Linked DNA regions of Mus musculus: regions 1, 2, 3 and 4 are each linked to region 5. The links are chromatin contacts, called in public HiCAR-type and HiChIP or PLAC-seq maps. All regions are on one chromosome and are shown on one strand. Each heading gives the region's core, a stretch centred on a gene start, on an enhancer-like site or on the middle of the called end of the contact. The rest is flanking DNA. Distances are from core to core; before and after follow the strand shown. Region 1 has its middle 26 kb from the start of 8430436N08Rik. Region 2 holds the start of Sdcbp (syndecan binding protein). Region 3 overlaps Gm33752 (a long non-coding RNA gene). Region 4 overlaps Gm33752 (a long non-coding RNA gene). Region 5 holds the start of Tox (thymocyte selection-associated high mobility group box).

Region 1 (2,700 bases), core at 148-2,647, 540 kb before region 5:
TTTCAAATGCTATTCCCCAAAGTCCCCTAAACCCTCCCCCCACCCTGCTCCCCACTCCTGCTTCCTGGCCCTGGCATTCCCCTGTACTGGAGCATATAATCTTTGCAAGAACAAGTGCCTCATTTACTAGTTTTAAGGACAATTTCCCTTCTAAGATGGAAAAGCAGACAAAACAAGAAGAATAACACTGTTTAGATGGAAGAGCTTACTATCATAAAAACATAATAGAATTTATTGTGGTTTTCACTAAAATAATTACAACTCTTTCATTACTAGGAAACGCATTAACAGAATACAACACATTTCAGTCATTCTTTTTTTTAACAATTTTTTTATTAGATATTTTCTTCATTTACATTTCAAATGCTATCCTGAAAGTCCCCTATACCCTCCCCCCACCCTGGTCCCCAACCCACCCACTCCCTCTTTTTGGCCCTGGAAAACATTCCATCCATTCTCTACCCACTCAAGTGTCATAAGAACAGCTGCAGACAGGGGCTTGACTAGTTTATTGTTTGTTTTAGGACTAAAAGGGGCTTTGATTGTTACTATTTGTAAGATAGTTGAAAAAGTAGTTTGGCAGAGTAAATGTCCTCCTTGCGTTGTACTCTGAGACAAAGTAGTGTCCTTTTAGGGATTTATAAGACCTATTTATGAGACTGAAATATTGTATGAGATATCAATGATACACTGTAATCAGGAAAAGTCGAGTGCTTTCTTGTTTAATTGAAAATATTATAATTTTCAAAGACCAAAAAATTATAATTATAATCATCAACTAAAATATAGCTAATTTAGTGGTCACAGAGAATTCTGGATTTTAAAATCTATCATGAAATTATTAATATTGGGTTTGTTATAGGTGTCTACTAACATTTTAATTTAAATTAATAAATATAAGTCTATTTATCAACTAATGAATAGAATTAAATCTTTAAAATAAAATGGATACAAGAAAGTTAAAGGAACTCTTCTGACTTTTTGGGTTGTGTCTGTCTCCTTTTGATTTTCTGTTACTAAAATCATTCTCAGGGCTTTATTTGTGAAGTATTCTACTACTGAGTTGCCTCCCCTGCTCCACATAGAAGGTACTTCTTATTCCGGGGAGTTGTACATATTCTTTACCTTCTTCCTTTTGAGACAGGCTGGCCCTGAGATATGCTTGGCTCAGTCTTCCAGAGTGTGCACCATCAGGCCTGCCTCAGACACAGTGTGAGTGAAGACAGTGAAAGTCATTTCACCTGCAGGGAGTTGTGAAAGTGAGTAGAATAGTTTGTGTACAGGAGACATTTGTATTCTCCAGTTAAATCAGTTTGTGATTTAGAGGCTGCTGTTGAGTCAGGCATGGCTTTGATGAGTTCTTAAACCACACTCTGAGGTGAGGTGTGGCTTTGGTAGGCGTGCAGGTTTGCTTGCTTGAATCCCCTTTGTCAAAAAGCAGAGAAGCCATTTGCGCTGAGGCGGTGGAGCTACTGTTGCTGCTTCTCGCTTAACAGTCTGCTGTGAGCCACTGTGCATTGGCTTTTTTATAAAATCACATTTTAACTGTGTGTATCACAGTAAAATCAGGGAATAGCTATACTAATGAATCTACATAAATATTACTAGGCTAGTCCTACTGCTCTAATGGGCTGGTTATAACTCAATAAACATTTGCTGAACAATGGTGGATAATGCTAGCAATATGTCACTTTTCTTCCATCTCTCTATAACTTTTAGAATCCATTATCATTGAACATGATTGGAATAAACTAAGTGATAGTGTAGATTTTCTGTTCTTTTATCTAAATCCTGTATATTTGTGTTAGACTTGCATTTGTGGTGCAAATATTTTAGTATTTGATGTTTCTCAGCTGTGACTTGAATACATATGAGCAAATCCTCTTGAGGCAGCATGCAGTATATGAATCAATTCCAGGGCCCTGACCCTTAGTAATACAGTTTACACAAACACCACCTTCCATATTCTCACGTCTACGTGTTACTGAGATCTTATGAATTCTTATGCACTTCTAAGAAAGGAAAGGGGAACCTTGTGGAAAAGCTTGATTTAAAAGAAGGGATCATATGATGGAAAGGTATTTCCCAATATGTGAGAGATAGCACTACTGTATCAGGACAAGTTCCAATAGGGCCATAAAATGGCCCCCATTATAATTTTTCCCAGACTCATTTGGAAAAAACGTGTTATTACAATGATATCACCAAGAGCTTTTCATATTTTTGTATCTACACTTTAAATAGAACCTTCCACATTTAAAAGTGAAAAACCCCTTTTTGCCTATAATATTCTTTTGGCCATTTTGTGACCTTGTAACTCACCAATAACAAAATCAATGGTCACACAAAGAATTCTGTTTTCCTTTTGACACAAACTATAAGAAGTAGGTTGTGATTATCTTTATTGAACAAGTAAGCATGCCACAGTTTGAAAAAAGATTAGATGATTCCTAGAGAAAAAAGTATAATAAGGCCAAAATTCCACACTTGTCCACAAAAACTCTTGTATTTACCCATGCCACAACAGCGCTAAATATTTATATTTTCATGTAGTAAATAACTAGCATAAATTATAAATATCCAATATAGAATCAACACCAGTATTTGGAGGATTAATCTTGCCCAAACAATGATGCTTGATGGGACACTACATTGTTACAGCATGGCATGTGGCATTGATGCTTTTGAGTGAAATAAAGC
Region 2 (2,700 bases), core at 54-2,553, 630 kb after region 5:
GAACTGGCCTGCCAGAGGAAATATGGCTGGCTGGTGGGCACAACCAAAGCCTATGCCAAGCACAGGGGAGGTTTTATACTGTATGCTCTACATTTTAAATGCTTAAAATTTTGAGCCATATGTTTACTAATTACATCCTTAAAAGCTAAAATTTTCAGTAAGTGTTGCAACATTTGGCAATTAATAAGTACAAGGAGAACGATTATTAAATGTATAAGTATTTTAAAGTGTGTGGGTGTCTTTTACAGTCTCTGGATGTTTACTACCTAAGAGAAAGTGGCAAAAATGGGGGGAAGTCGGTGAGCCGTGCTCATTTTAAAGGGCTGCTTAATTCAAAAGTGCATCAAAATCTTAATCAGCCCTTTCTTGTTCATGATTTTTAAATCCTCTTTAATAGATCCAGCACAGCTAAAATCTGCTTCCAAAGTTAAGTGACTCTGGCTATAATGGAGTAATTGTTTACTGAGCCTTCTCGTCATTCCATTTCCTTATTTCCTGGTGCAAGTCATCTGATCAGTAATACTTACGTACCACTTAAGACCTACCAGTTTAAGGACCTAAGTTGTTAACAGGATGAAAAGGCATATTTTCTGCTTTGTCCTATCCTCACATCGGGAAAATGAGAGTACAAATCTGCTGAACTATATCACCTTGACATTTCAAAAGTAAGACAATTGACCAGGGCAGCAGCTATTTTCAATATAACTTTCGTTCTTAAACATTTGTTCTCGGTGTAAAGCGTGCGTGTTAAGAATTTAAAACTCTACACTTTCTAAGTAATTTACCTAATGGAAAACAAAACAAAACAAGAAAAAAAAAAGCTATGTGTCGAAGATAGGACGAATACAACAAACGATCCCACACACTCCACGGCTCCATAACTGCACTTCTGAAACTGGAAACTTTCCACGTCTGTACGCCTCCCTCCGCCCCGTATTAGAAGGAAATCCTCCAAGGAGATCTGAGTCACCAGACCTCCGGAGACCGTTCCTGGTGCACACACCCCGCTGCAAGCCCTGGCCCTCCCTGCCCCCTTCCAGAGCAGCGGCTCCGCAGCTAACCGTTGTCACCTCCGGTCCGTCGCGCCCTGCCAGCCGTCCGGAAGCCGCTGAGGACGCCACCGAGTGCGGGCGAGGACCCGGCCAGACCCACCCGGGGCCCGAAGCAGAGCGCCGGACCAGCTCCGAGACCTGCCGGGGCCCGGGACCCCCGCGGCCACTCACCTGCCCCGAGGACCGCGCCGCTCCTGCTGCCCGCTCCAGCTCCACACAACCGAACCTCGGGGCCCGCCCTGCGCGTCATCACCGCCCCCGCCTTCCGCCGCGCAGGCGCAGGCGCACGCGCCGTCCCCATGACAACGCGGCACAGCCCGAGCGACCACCAGCCCACCCTCCCTCTACGAAATCCTCCCAACTCCCGGCTCCAGCCTCGGTTCCCTGGCAGCCCCCGCCGCCTTTTACTACCCTTTGTTCCCAGAACGAATGCTCATTGGCTGCTGACTGTTACTCTCGGTGTTGAACACACACACACACACACACACACACCCTGAAATAAATAAAACCCACATTCTAATCTTAAAAACACGGACTATGTGCTTTCTGAGAGTTGATGGTGCTGATAGGGGAATCCAGATGTTTGGGGTGTACATGAATATGTGAAACTGACAATATCTACACCAGTCCATGGCTGAGGCCATTTCCTAGTAACAGTATATGACATCATTGGCATGCAAGCAATTGTCTATCTAAATTATTCATCATCACAGTCATTTGAAATTTTATCTCTGGTAAAACAATAAGCATTACATGACAAGAGGAATGAAAATGTGATGCTCCAGGGAGAATATGGCTTAACTGATGAACAACTTGTAAAACGAGTTACGGGATGGAAAAGGAAGAAATACAGTTCTATTCACAGCTGGCAAGATTATCTATGTAAACAAAGAGAAAATAAACACCAGTAAGCAGAATAAGCAGCTACAGCAAGGTTGCTACGATACACGGTTAATATACACACGAGTCAATTACTTTCCTATCTGCACGAAATGAGCAATTGGAATTGAATATTAAAAATATATCAAGATAAAATACTTAGCTACAAGCCTAGTTGAATGAATATCTGTGTGAAGGAAAACTCCTAATTAGAATTTCATGCTGTGGAAATAAATAGGTTGGAATGTCGAAAGTCCAGAGGAAGATCACCATATCTTGGGCTAAATCCTGGCCCTCCAGAACAGCCATTCCTTGTTTCCCTGTGTCTAAACTAACATCTTGTGACAATAAACAACAGGTCTTTAGAATCTATTGAATTAGCAGGCAACTAGCTTCTACCAATCCAAATGCTTAGAATGCCACCAGAAAACACCTTGCGTCTTACAGAAAGGTTCCCTGAACCTCACCCCCACTGCCTTGTCCTGCCTCTCTGAAGTAAGCGCCTATGTATTGTAAGCTTGCCTTGACTGATGACTTCCTCTGTCCTGTAAAATGGTGCACGCCTTTAATCCCAGCACTTGGGAGGCAGAAGCAGGCAGATTTCTGAGTTCGAGGCCAGCCTGGTCTACAGAGTGAGTTCCAGGACAGCCAGGGCTACACAAAGAAACCCTGTCTCAGAAAAACAAACAAAAACAAAAACAAAAACTATGAGAGCTACTTGAGGCTACTTGTTGGAACATAGAATTTGAAGTAACCTAAATCTGTGTTC
Region 3 (2,700 bases), core at 156-2,655, 610 kb before region 5:
AAAGTGAAGTATGACCACTACGTACTTACTTGTTTTCTGACCTTGCTCAATTCAGTTTTCTGCTGCTGCTGTTTAAGTTTAGGGAGAAACGATCCAATCAGTTGGCGATAAGAATTCCTTCTCCCAGCTTTTCTCATCTATGCTTATTCAAAATTTTTTCTTTCCAGTATAGTCTTTAGTTTTTATTGTATATTGAATAGTATGTTCCAAATTTTAGAGGAGCAATTTTAAATATTAACTGTGTTTAAAGAAAAACACTGAAAAATAAAACTTCTGATTTGGTGATGTTTCTGACTCTTAAAAAAAAATCACAAAATTTTCTTCTGTGTCAACTGCTAACGAATCTGTGTCCCCTCATCCTCGGCATCTGCTGATGGCCTTGTTGACTGTTTAACGCTGAGCTAGTCTGTATAACTTAAAGAAATCTCATTAGGTCATGACGTATGATTGTTTGTCTACGTTGCTAAACTGGATTTGCTGATTCTGTATTGTGCAGTTTGTGATTAATTTGGTGGCAGCTTTCTTTTTGTCTGATTATAATATTGATTCCATGAAGTTTACCAGCACTATTATTTCTACATATTAATATAAGAGGTTTGTAAAATTGATGTTAATATTTAAATGCCTGGAAAAATTCTGTAGGAGTATCATTTACTACGAAAGATTTCTAAGAGCTCGATTTTAAATATAAATTCAATTTTGAAATAACAAGCTATTCAGGTTACCTCTTTCATCTTGGCTGAATTTCTATGCCCTGTTCTTCTTAGGAACTTGGTACATTTATTTTAAATTGTTGCACTTATTATTATACAGCATTTCATCATATCTAGTGATCATTTCTTTAATAGCTGAATAATCCATAGTATATCCTCTGCTCTTTCTTCAAACTGGAACTTCATACCTTCTGTCTTAATGTTTCATCAGTCTTGCTAGAGGCTTCTCAATTTTATTGGCTTTTCTGAAGAAGCAGGTTTTTGTTTCATTACATTTTTCATTGTTTTAAATGCCATTGATGTTTTCCTTTTTACCACATTTCCTTCTTTCTGCTCACTCAGCCTGGTTAGCTCTACTTACTCTAGTGTATTGATGTAGGAACTAGAATTTTTGTTTTGAGGTCTCTCTTCTGTATAGCTTAGTACTTCAAAGCTGTTTTCTACTATCCTGTTGGGTGTATATGACATAGTTTAGAATATTTCCATTTTTAAGTTTTTAAATTTGCTTTTAGTAAATACTGAGCTATTTTTCTTTGACCACATATTGTTTAGCTGATTTCTGTTCCATTTCCCATTGTTTTATGATTGTTTGGAAGGTTTATTCACAGATAAAGAACACAGTACAGTGGTGACAGCATCTTCTTCCCCTTGCTGCCTTCCTTCTCATTTTACTACTAAGGCAGGAGGATCCTCTGCTTATCTCTAGATACTAACTGTGGTTTTGAAGCACACCTGATTGCCAGGCAAGGACTAGATGTTCAGTTGTCTTTTTGTGCACATTGAGAGCATGTTGAGGAAGGAAGGGTGATCCTTTGTGTCCAGTCCAGACAGGTGATTTAGCACAGAGTTCTAGAGGAGCCTATCAGCTGCTTCCTTCTGTCCTGGTGGTAGGCTGGAAGACTTCCTTCCAAATTCCAGATCAATTTTCCTGAACCCCTGATAATGATGTGTGTGTGTGTGCTGGTTAAGGATGAGGTAGAGAGAGGGGACCTTTGTCTTGGCTTTTGATAGAAAGTGGTATGGCTGTGGCTAAAACCAAGAATTTCTGGTTTTAGGCTACATGTTAGTGAGTCTCATGGCTTCTGGACAATGGCTTTTCTTTGAATATTTTTTCACTGGTAATGTACATAGCTCAGAGATATACATAGAAGGGACTACTAAAACACAGGGATAGGCATAGGTTTTACTGGCTTGGGGTTTCCCAAGTCTTGATGTCCTTAGGCAGCCACTACTCTTTCTCCAACTTCCATAAGAAGTTTAGAAATTCCTTGTTGTATTTCTTTGTTGAGGTTTCCCCCAGGGCTTCAAAAATTAAATGAAACAGTGATTTTCAGCTCCATTTTGGTGGAACTGAGAGTCTCTGTAATTAATTTTGAACATATTTACACTTGATTAAATGGGAATTCTTTCTATAATTTCATATAGAATTACTGGTAGCAGAAAATGCATGAATAGGAATAAAGGATTAGAAACAGAAGAAAATACTACACTTGGACAGAAAAAGAAAGGCAGGAGAGTTTAAAAGAGAGGAAAAGGGGCAGAGAAGGTTAACCTCTCTGGTCCTATTTGCTTATCCTCTACCGATTTCAAAGAAAGGCCTAACTTCAAGACTGGCATTCACTCAGCCCCTGGGGGAGAAAATGTGAGATCTTAAAATGCCTTTCTCAATATGAATGTTTACATCAAACTCAGGGCTTTCACGTGTTAGAAAAGCAGTCTGTCATTGATTGTTACAACACTGTAAATGGTTTTTTATGCTGCATGCTTGGGCCTTCACGTTGTACCCGTTTGAACAGATAAGAGTATCTTGGCAGTGTGATTTATTGCTAATGTCACTTTGAGTTGAGAAGGACAGTGCTGTAATCTAACTGGCTGAGGTGGCATAGTTCTGCATACCTGTATGTGTTTCCCTGATAAAAACAATGGATCCCAAATCATCTGCGGTTGGTTGCAGGTGCTATTCTATGTTGCTTCAGGAAGATTTACA
Region 4 (2,700 bases), core at 142-2,641, 590 kb before region 5:
TGGATATTTATATTTTATAGAAACCATTTGTATATGTTGGAGTCTAGAGTATGGCCAGAAGTAACTTTTTATGTTCAATCAACTCCACCGTGACTCAAGTCAGATACTCAGATTTGACAAGGTAGACAAATGTTACAGATATGACTTACTTAAGCAAGCAACTTGAAAACAAAGAAAGAGACATTCCAGGAATGAGAATCTACACTGCAGTTGATAAGAGATGATTCCACAGGTTAATTATGTAGCTCCGGACACAGATTTCCACAGCAACATCTCAGTGGCAGCTGCCTCTGATTCTCAGTGAGAACCTGACAGAAATGTCTTCCTATGATCTTAATACTTTGTTCCTTTCTGAGGTGGCAGCAGGGATCCTGGCCTAATATCTAGACAAATGGGCTTTTGTGAAGCTTTTCGCACTCTGTAAAACACGCATTGTTCTGTGGATCAAAGCATGGTTTTAAACTGCACAAATATTTTAGCAGAATCAGTATGCTTACTAAGTGGAATACTGAAAAACATTAATTTTGTCTATCGTTAATATAATTCCATGAAGAAGGAAAGCAGGAAGGATGGAGTCCAGGGAGCTGCATCTTTAAGGAAGAGAGTAAGAGGCAGACTGAGACATCATTTTAAAGTACTGTTTTGTTTTAGGTGCTAGAGAGCTGAAAACAGTCTTCTTGTCTCGCAGAAGGCTGAAGAACGTTCACCTATGCGGAGCCTGTCAGGAGAATATCTGCATGCCCTGCGGAGTTTCAAGAGAGATGGGACTAAGGGTGAATAAGAAGACACTGAGAGGCGTGTGACACTTGAAAGGTCTGACAGTCTGCGGCTGATTGCTGATAGTGTTAGAATAGACTTATTATCAGCTTCTATGCACCTTATCAGAATGAACGTGCCTCTTTGAAAATTAAAGTATATGAAAAGGGACATCTTGTATTTCACTTTTTGATAGTTTTCCCTAAAATGCACCTTAAAAAAAGGGGGGGGGGAGGAGCAACTCTTTATCATTTAAAGTACCTTTTCTACTAGATTAAGTTTCTTTTTCCTCTTCACACAAGGGGAGAATGAAAGCCCATGGAATATCCAGGGGTAGTGTCAAAGGCACATTGCTGGTATTATTTAACACCAGAGTAGGGGAATCAGACCAAAGGTTTCTAGGTTTGAGAAGAGGAGTTTCACAAACCAGAAGGAAAAACGCAAGCAGCAGGGAGTTTTAAAGCTGTCTTTGTTTGTTCCTTTGTTAATATCTTGCTCTGCTAGGTTTACAAATCCTAAATAAATAGAAATTAGTGCTCCTTCCTTTGCAGTCCATTTGCTTTAGATGTTTGCCTTAAGGGACATTTGTGTATTCTGCTAATGGCTGCAGCAGAGTGCTGTCTCATTTTCATTCTGGCAAAAAAAAAGGCCGTCACCATGGTTACAGTTTCATTTGCTAGAGAGAAACTGATGGCTGTTAGCGATCCCATCATAAGCAACTTCTGTCAGATTTCTTATCAAGTCGACATATTTTGACAAAGTGAAAGATAACACTGTAATAAGAGAACTGAGTTGCGACTCTATGCAATGAACCATTTAGCATTAAATGAAATGTGAAACCACATTTTAAAAACTGAAGGTGGGGAGAAAAGTAATATTTATAATTTACACGCACACACACAAGAAATCTTCCGTCGCACAGTAATGATGGCTCCTCTTCTTTTCATTGTCCCAGTAACCCCAGCAGGATAATATCTACCGAGGATCTTAGGAACCATCATGGAGGAGGCTGCTCGGAGCTTACTCGGGAGATTATTAAGCTTTTGCTTTCTCCATTTACCTTACTGGGGCCCAGGTCTTTGACACAAGACAAACTCCAAAGGTAGTAAGTCAGAATTCTGTGATCAAAGACCTTGTAAAACATTTAACAGACTGTTTTGTTCTACTGAGGGTTCAGTCTAATCCCCAAATAGACCAGTGAGATCATCGAAAACACCTTGTTTACAGTCATGTGATGTTCCAAAGATGGCCTCAAAATCAGTAACTAGAACCATGCTTACATTTCCCATGACGATGTTGGTCCAACACCAAAATTAATCAGCAGATGATGAAGGCTAGACAGTCAAGGTTAGAAGAACAAGGTCAAGGCCAATAAACAAAGGTGCTGAAGCATTATCTATGGAACTACAGACTAGGCAGCTGCTGACTTGAAGAATGTCATTATTAAAGTTAAAAGGAGAGGCTAATTAGGAAATTGCCCAAAGAAGAGTATTCAATGTTCTCTGTATGTGGGTTTTTAACAGCTCCATCTAGTCTTGCCTTGTAAAGTAATTCAAACAGAGGTGAACACAATAAATACTTCATATTAAAGGAAAAAGAAATGGTGAGCTTCTTACATGCAAAACATAGGGGTAAAGTGAGCCAATGATTGCCAGTCCTCATGGGAATGAGGTGGACGCTGTTCAGCAAGGTGGCGTGCAGAAGAAGTCTCAGAACCTTAGTGTATGGGCAAGAAGAGAGGGAACTGATCTCCTTCTGATACTTTTCTACCCCTTCTGGCATAAATAAATTTGTAAAAATTAGGGGATGTGGTTTTGAAGTTGATTGGCTCAGTATTTAGTGTTATAGGAGAGCCACTGTAGTATATTGATTTCACTTTGTAATTTGTTTTGTCTTTACCAGTGGGGACACTTATGTGACTGATGCCCAGAACATGTCACCTAA
Region 5 (2,700 bases), core at 132-2,631:
CTGCAGAGAGCTAGAGAGTAGCTGGCTATTACCCACCATGTACTAAAAACGGTTTGGGGTGGGGGATGGGAGGTAACAAGACTGTTTCCATATATTCTTTGACGCCAGAAACAGATACCTGTGGACATGAATTTTCCACTTTTTTACAGGGTCTTAGGCCCCTAAGGTGTGAAGCAATCAGGAATTCACCCTTGAAAGGTAAACATTGCCCACCCCTATATTAACTTCTCTCTAAAGTCTTTCTCAGGGAGAACGTAAGATGTCCGCTGGACAGTCATCAGGGTCCCAAAACTCTCCCAGATGCCAGGGGACACAATATTGCAAGTTTTTGGGGTTGACGAAGTAAAGCAAAATATGGATGATATCTTTATCCTACCAACAAAGAGAGCCCAGGGAAGCAGACAGCTGATTCGTGAAGGTTGGGGTGGGCAGTGGAGCTCCAAGAGTGCTACTGGGAATCCAACAGTGAAAGTATAATTCCAAGAGGCAAGTAACTAGCCCAGATGTGTTCCCTGTAGCGCATGGTGTGCTGATAACTGTTTCCTTATTTACCCTTCTAAGCACCCCTGGAGTCTTTTTTGCTAGTCCCGCAAGGGCAGGCTCAGCCTCTGCAAACCCTCCCACTGAGAACCAAAGCCGAATGCCGAGGCTCTCTGAGCACTAACTCCAGGAGCACCGCTCCTCGCACAGAGATCAACTGGGGTCCCTTGGTCAGCTGCACACTAGAATGGGGCAGAGGTTGCGCTCCCTGCAGGCTCCCGAGCAGCGCCACAAGACAGCCTCTCCTCTACCTCCCGCGCGGGGCAGAGGTTGGCAGTGCAGCTAGCGGGCAGGAGTAAGTGGTGGGGGGCTCAAAGAATGGGGTGGGGCGGGGGTGGGGCTGCGGGTGCTGGGCGGGGGTGCGCCACAGCGCCCCCTTGCTGTGCGAGCCCCACGGTGCCCCAGTCAGCCTTTGCTCAGTCTCTCCAGCCCCTTTGTGTGATTGTATCCACCTCCATGGCACCCACCCGGGGGTGCTGACTGGGGCACTGACGCTGCCCGGGGTCCCGCCACTACTGATCGAGCCGCATTCCCTTCTTCTGCGTTTGTCCCTCGCCTGGTTCTCGGTCCCCAACTGTACCCTCTGGGCCGCGTCCAGCCTCTGTCGGCACCCCGCCGGTCCGGGGCACTAGTGTCCTCCGATCTTGATCTCCCCTGCAACACCACACACACTCCATCACTCCCCCATCCCAGGCCTCTAACGTGGAGAAAAACTAAAAGCAAAGCAAGGCAGAGTCTCCAATAAAACGCCCAGTACCCCGAGCCCGAGCGCGAGTGCCGGGCGGCGAAGGGCGCGGGAGGCGGGGATGGGGCGGCGGGCGGGGGGGACAATGAGCGCGTGAAGTTACCTGCCCGGCGGCGGCGGGCCGACAGCGCCGGGGCCGAGCGGACCAGGCAGGCTGCGCGCTCGGTGTGGACGGGTGCGCGCCACGGCTTGGGGGGGAGAGTTGAGCGCTTTTCCACCCTCTGTTTTTTTTTTCCTCTCTCTCTCTTTTCTCTCTCTCTTTTCTTCCTCTTCTTAAACAAACCACAAACGGATGTGAGGGAAGGAAGGTGTTTCTTTTACTCCTGAGCCCAGACGCCTCTCTGTTCCGTCTGAGCTTTTTTTTTTTTTTCTGAGCACTTTTTTTTTTTTTTTTTTTTTCAAAAAGGAAAAGAAAAGGAGTTGCTTGATGTGAGAGTGAAATGGACGTAAGATTTTATCCTCCTCCAGCCCAGCCCGCTGCTGCGCCCGCCGCTCCTTGTCTGGGACCTTCTCCCTGCCTGGACCCCTACTATTGCAACAAGGTGAACACTCTGCTTTTGTCTGCACCGATTCTGGCGGCTCGATCCCGGGAGGGGGGCAGCGGTGGCTGGACCGCGATGGGGCCCGCTGGGCGGACTGGGCCGGCTCGCAGAGGCCCGTCCCGGGCGCGCTCGGTCGCAGCCCGCGGCGGCGCTGCGTGCGCTCGGGTAGTAAATATTGTGGAGCAGCTCCGGGGGTTTGCCAAACAACGCGATTGTGCGGAAAGTGACACGATTTGCTCGGATTCTTTCCTTCCTGCTGTTCGCCACTAAGGATCCCTGCTTAGGTTTGCCGGGAGACATTTAAAAAAAAAAAAAAAAAAGCGAGAGATCGAGAGAGAAAACCCACGGAATACTTTGGGGGTGTGTCTGGGGTCTGGGAACTGAGGCAGAGTAGGAGAATTCAGTTTATATTCTAGTTCCTTCTTCTCCCTCCCTTTCTTGGACAGCGGGGGCTCGTGGCATCGCTTCCTTGCTCCGGATCACTTGCCAGAGGAGCAGCTAGGAGTCGGGGTGCAGGGACCCCGGAGGATCCGGCGTTCCCACACCGTGAAAATTATTCTGTAACTCTTTTGTTTTCTGTTCCGGCCGCCGAACTGGAGTTCGGACGCTGGCCCTCGAGACCAGGACGCTGTGGGCTAGTCGCATTATGATTTGGGGGAACAGATCTCGTTTGGGGGGTGTGGGGTGTGGAAATAGCAAGTTTACAGGAAGCCAAGCTAGCGCTTTGCATTCAAGTGTAAAGCTCCGACGCTCTTTGCCTGGCTGAAGCAGGGTCCCTGGCTGGGCTACATCATAGTCTGCTGACTTGGGCCACACAGGACAGCGGAAAGGTATTTAATGCTGGTGATCCAGAATGAGAACTCTGGCGAAGCT

Evidence for each region. HiCAR-type assays count read pairs that join an accessible place to other places. HiChIP or PLAC-seq counts read pairs in DNA pulled down with a chosen protein or histone mark.
Region 1: a contact with region 5 is called in an H3K27ac HiChIP or PLAC-seq map of thymic regulatory T cells, with 13 times the contacts expected there. The contact joins the enhancer-like site here to the promoter of Tox in region 5. A contact is called at or near these places in 8 of 39 promoter capture datasets (HPC-7-derived erythroid cells, cranial neural crest, embryonic stem cells and 4 more), 9 of 115 datasets of contacts at active chromatin or transcription factors (DN3 thymocytes, SST interneurons, acute myeloid leukemia and 6 more) and 1 of 9 other capture datasets (liver).
Region 2: a contact with region 5 is called in a HiCAR-type map of astrocytes, with 2.2 times the contacts expected there. The contact joins the promoter of Sdcbp here to the promoter of Tox in region 5. A contact is called at or near these places in 2 of 115 datasets of contacts at active chromatin or transcription factors (astrocytes and memory CD8 T cells) and 1 of 9 other capture datasets (adipose tissue).
Region 3: an H3K4me3 HiChIP or PLAC-seq map of the SCID.adh cell line shows a contact between it and region 5, with 4 times the contacts expected there. The contact joins the enhancer-like site here to the promoter of Tox in region 5. A contact is called at or near these places in 13 of 39 promoter capture datasets (the 3T3-L1 cell line, the C10 cell line, the HPC-7 cell line and 9 more), 4 of 484 Hi-C or Micro-C datasets (CD4 T cells, cerebellar granule neurons, cerebral cortex and 1 more), 14 of 115 datasets of contacts at active chromatin or transcription factors (the SCID.adh cell line, SST interneurons, T-cell acute lymphoblastic leukemia and 11 more) and 4 of 9 other capture datasets (adipose tissue, embryonic stem cells, liver and 1 more).
Region 4: a contact with region 5 is called in an H3K4me3 HiChIP or PLAC-seq map of forebrain, with 9 times the contacts expected there. The contact joins the enhancer-like site here to the promoter of Tox in region 5. A contact is called at or near these places in 11 of 39 promoter capture datasets (the 3T3-L1 cell line, the C10 cell line, the HPC-7 cell line and 8 more), 7 of 484 Hi-C or Micro-C datasets (CD4 T cells, cerebellar granule neurons, cerebral cortex and 3 more), 15 of 115 datasets of contacts at active chromatin or transcription factors (the SCID.adh cell line, SST interneurons, T-cell acute lymphoblastic leukemia and 12 more) and 3 of 9 other capture datasets (adipose tissue, liver and pancreatic islet).

What each region holds. Positions count from the first base shown.
Region 1 is chr4:7,533,193-7,535,892 of GRCm38.p6, reverse strand. No RefSeq gene overlaps it. Among named protein-coding and RNA genes, the nearest start is that of 8430436N08Rik, 26 kb to the left of the region's middle. Within about 2 kb of position 1,397, at least 10 of the 459 cell types and tissues checked have an H3K27ac peak or open chromatin away from gene starts, as enhancers often do. A contact at or near this core is called in thymic regulatory T cells, where this site is marked.
Region 2 is chr4:6,364,283-6,366,982 of GRCm38.p6, reverse strand. It overlaps Sdcbp (syndecan binding protein), which reads right to left and starts at 1,303. Exons shown (of 9, transcript NM_001098227.1): 1 at 1,224-1,303.
Region 3 is chr4:7,601,851-7,604,550 of GRCm38.p6, reverse strand. The region is part of intron 3 of Gm33752 (a long non-coding RNA gene); the gene reads left to right. Among named protein-coding and RNA genes, the nearest start is that of 8430436N08Rik, 43 kb to the right of the region's middle. Within about 2 kb of position 1,405, at least 7 of the 459 cell types and tissues checked have an H3K27ac peak or open chromatin away from gene starts, as enhancers often do. A contact at or near this core is called in the SCID.adh cell line, double positive thymocytes and regulatory T cell precursor, where this site is marked.
Region 4 is chr4:7,579,777-7,582,476 of GRCm38.p6, reverse strand. It overlaps Gm33752 (a long non-coding RNA gene), which reads left to right. Exons shown (of 4, transcript XR_390374.3): 4 at 652-887. Among named protein-coding and RNA genes, the nearest start is that of 8430436N08Rik, 20 kb to the right of the region's middle. Within about 2 kb of position 1,391, at least 42 of the 459 cell types and tissues checked have an H3K27ac peak or open chromatin away from gene starts, as enhancers often do. A contact at or near this core is called in SST interneurons, cortical neurons, embryonic basal ganglia and 5 more, where this site is marked.
Region 5 is chr4:6,989,517-6,992,216 of GRCm38.p6, reverse strand. It overlaps Tox (thymocyte selection-associated high mobility group box), which reads left to right and starts at 1,381. Exons shown (of 9, transcript NM_145711.5): 1 at 1,381-1,827. The coding sequence starts at 1,726.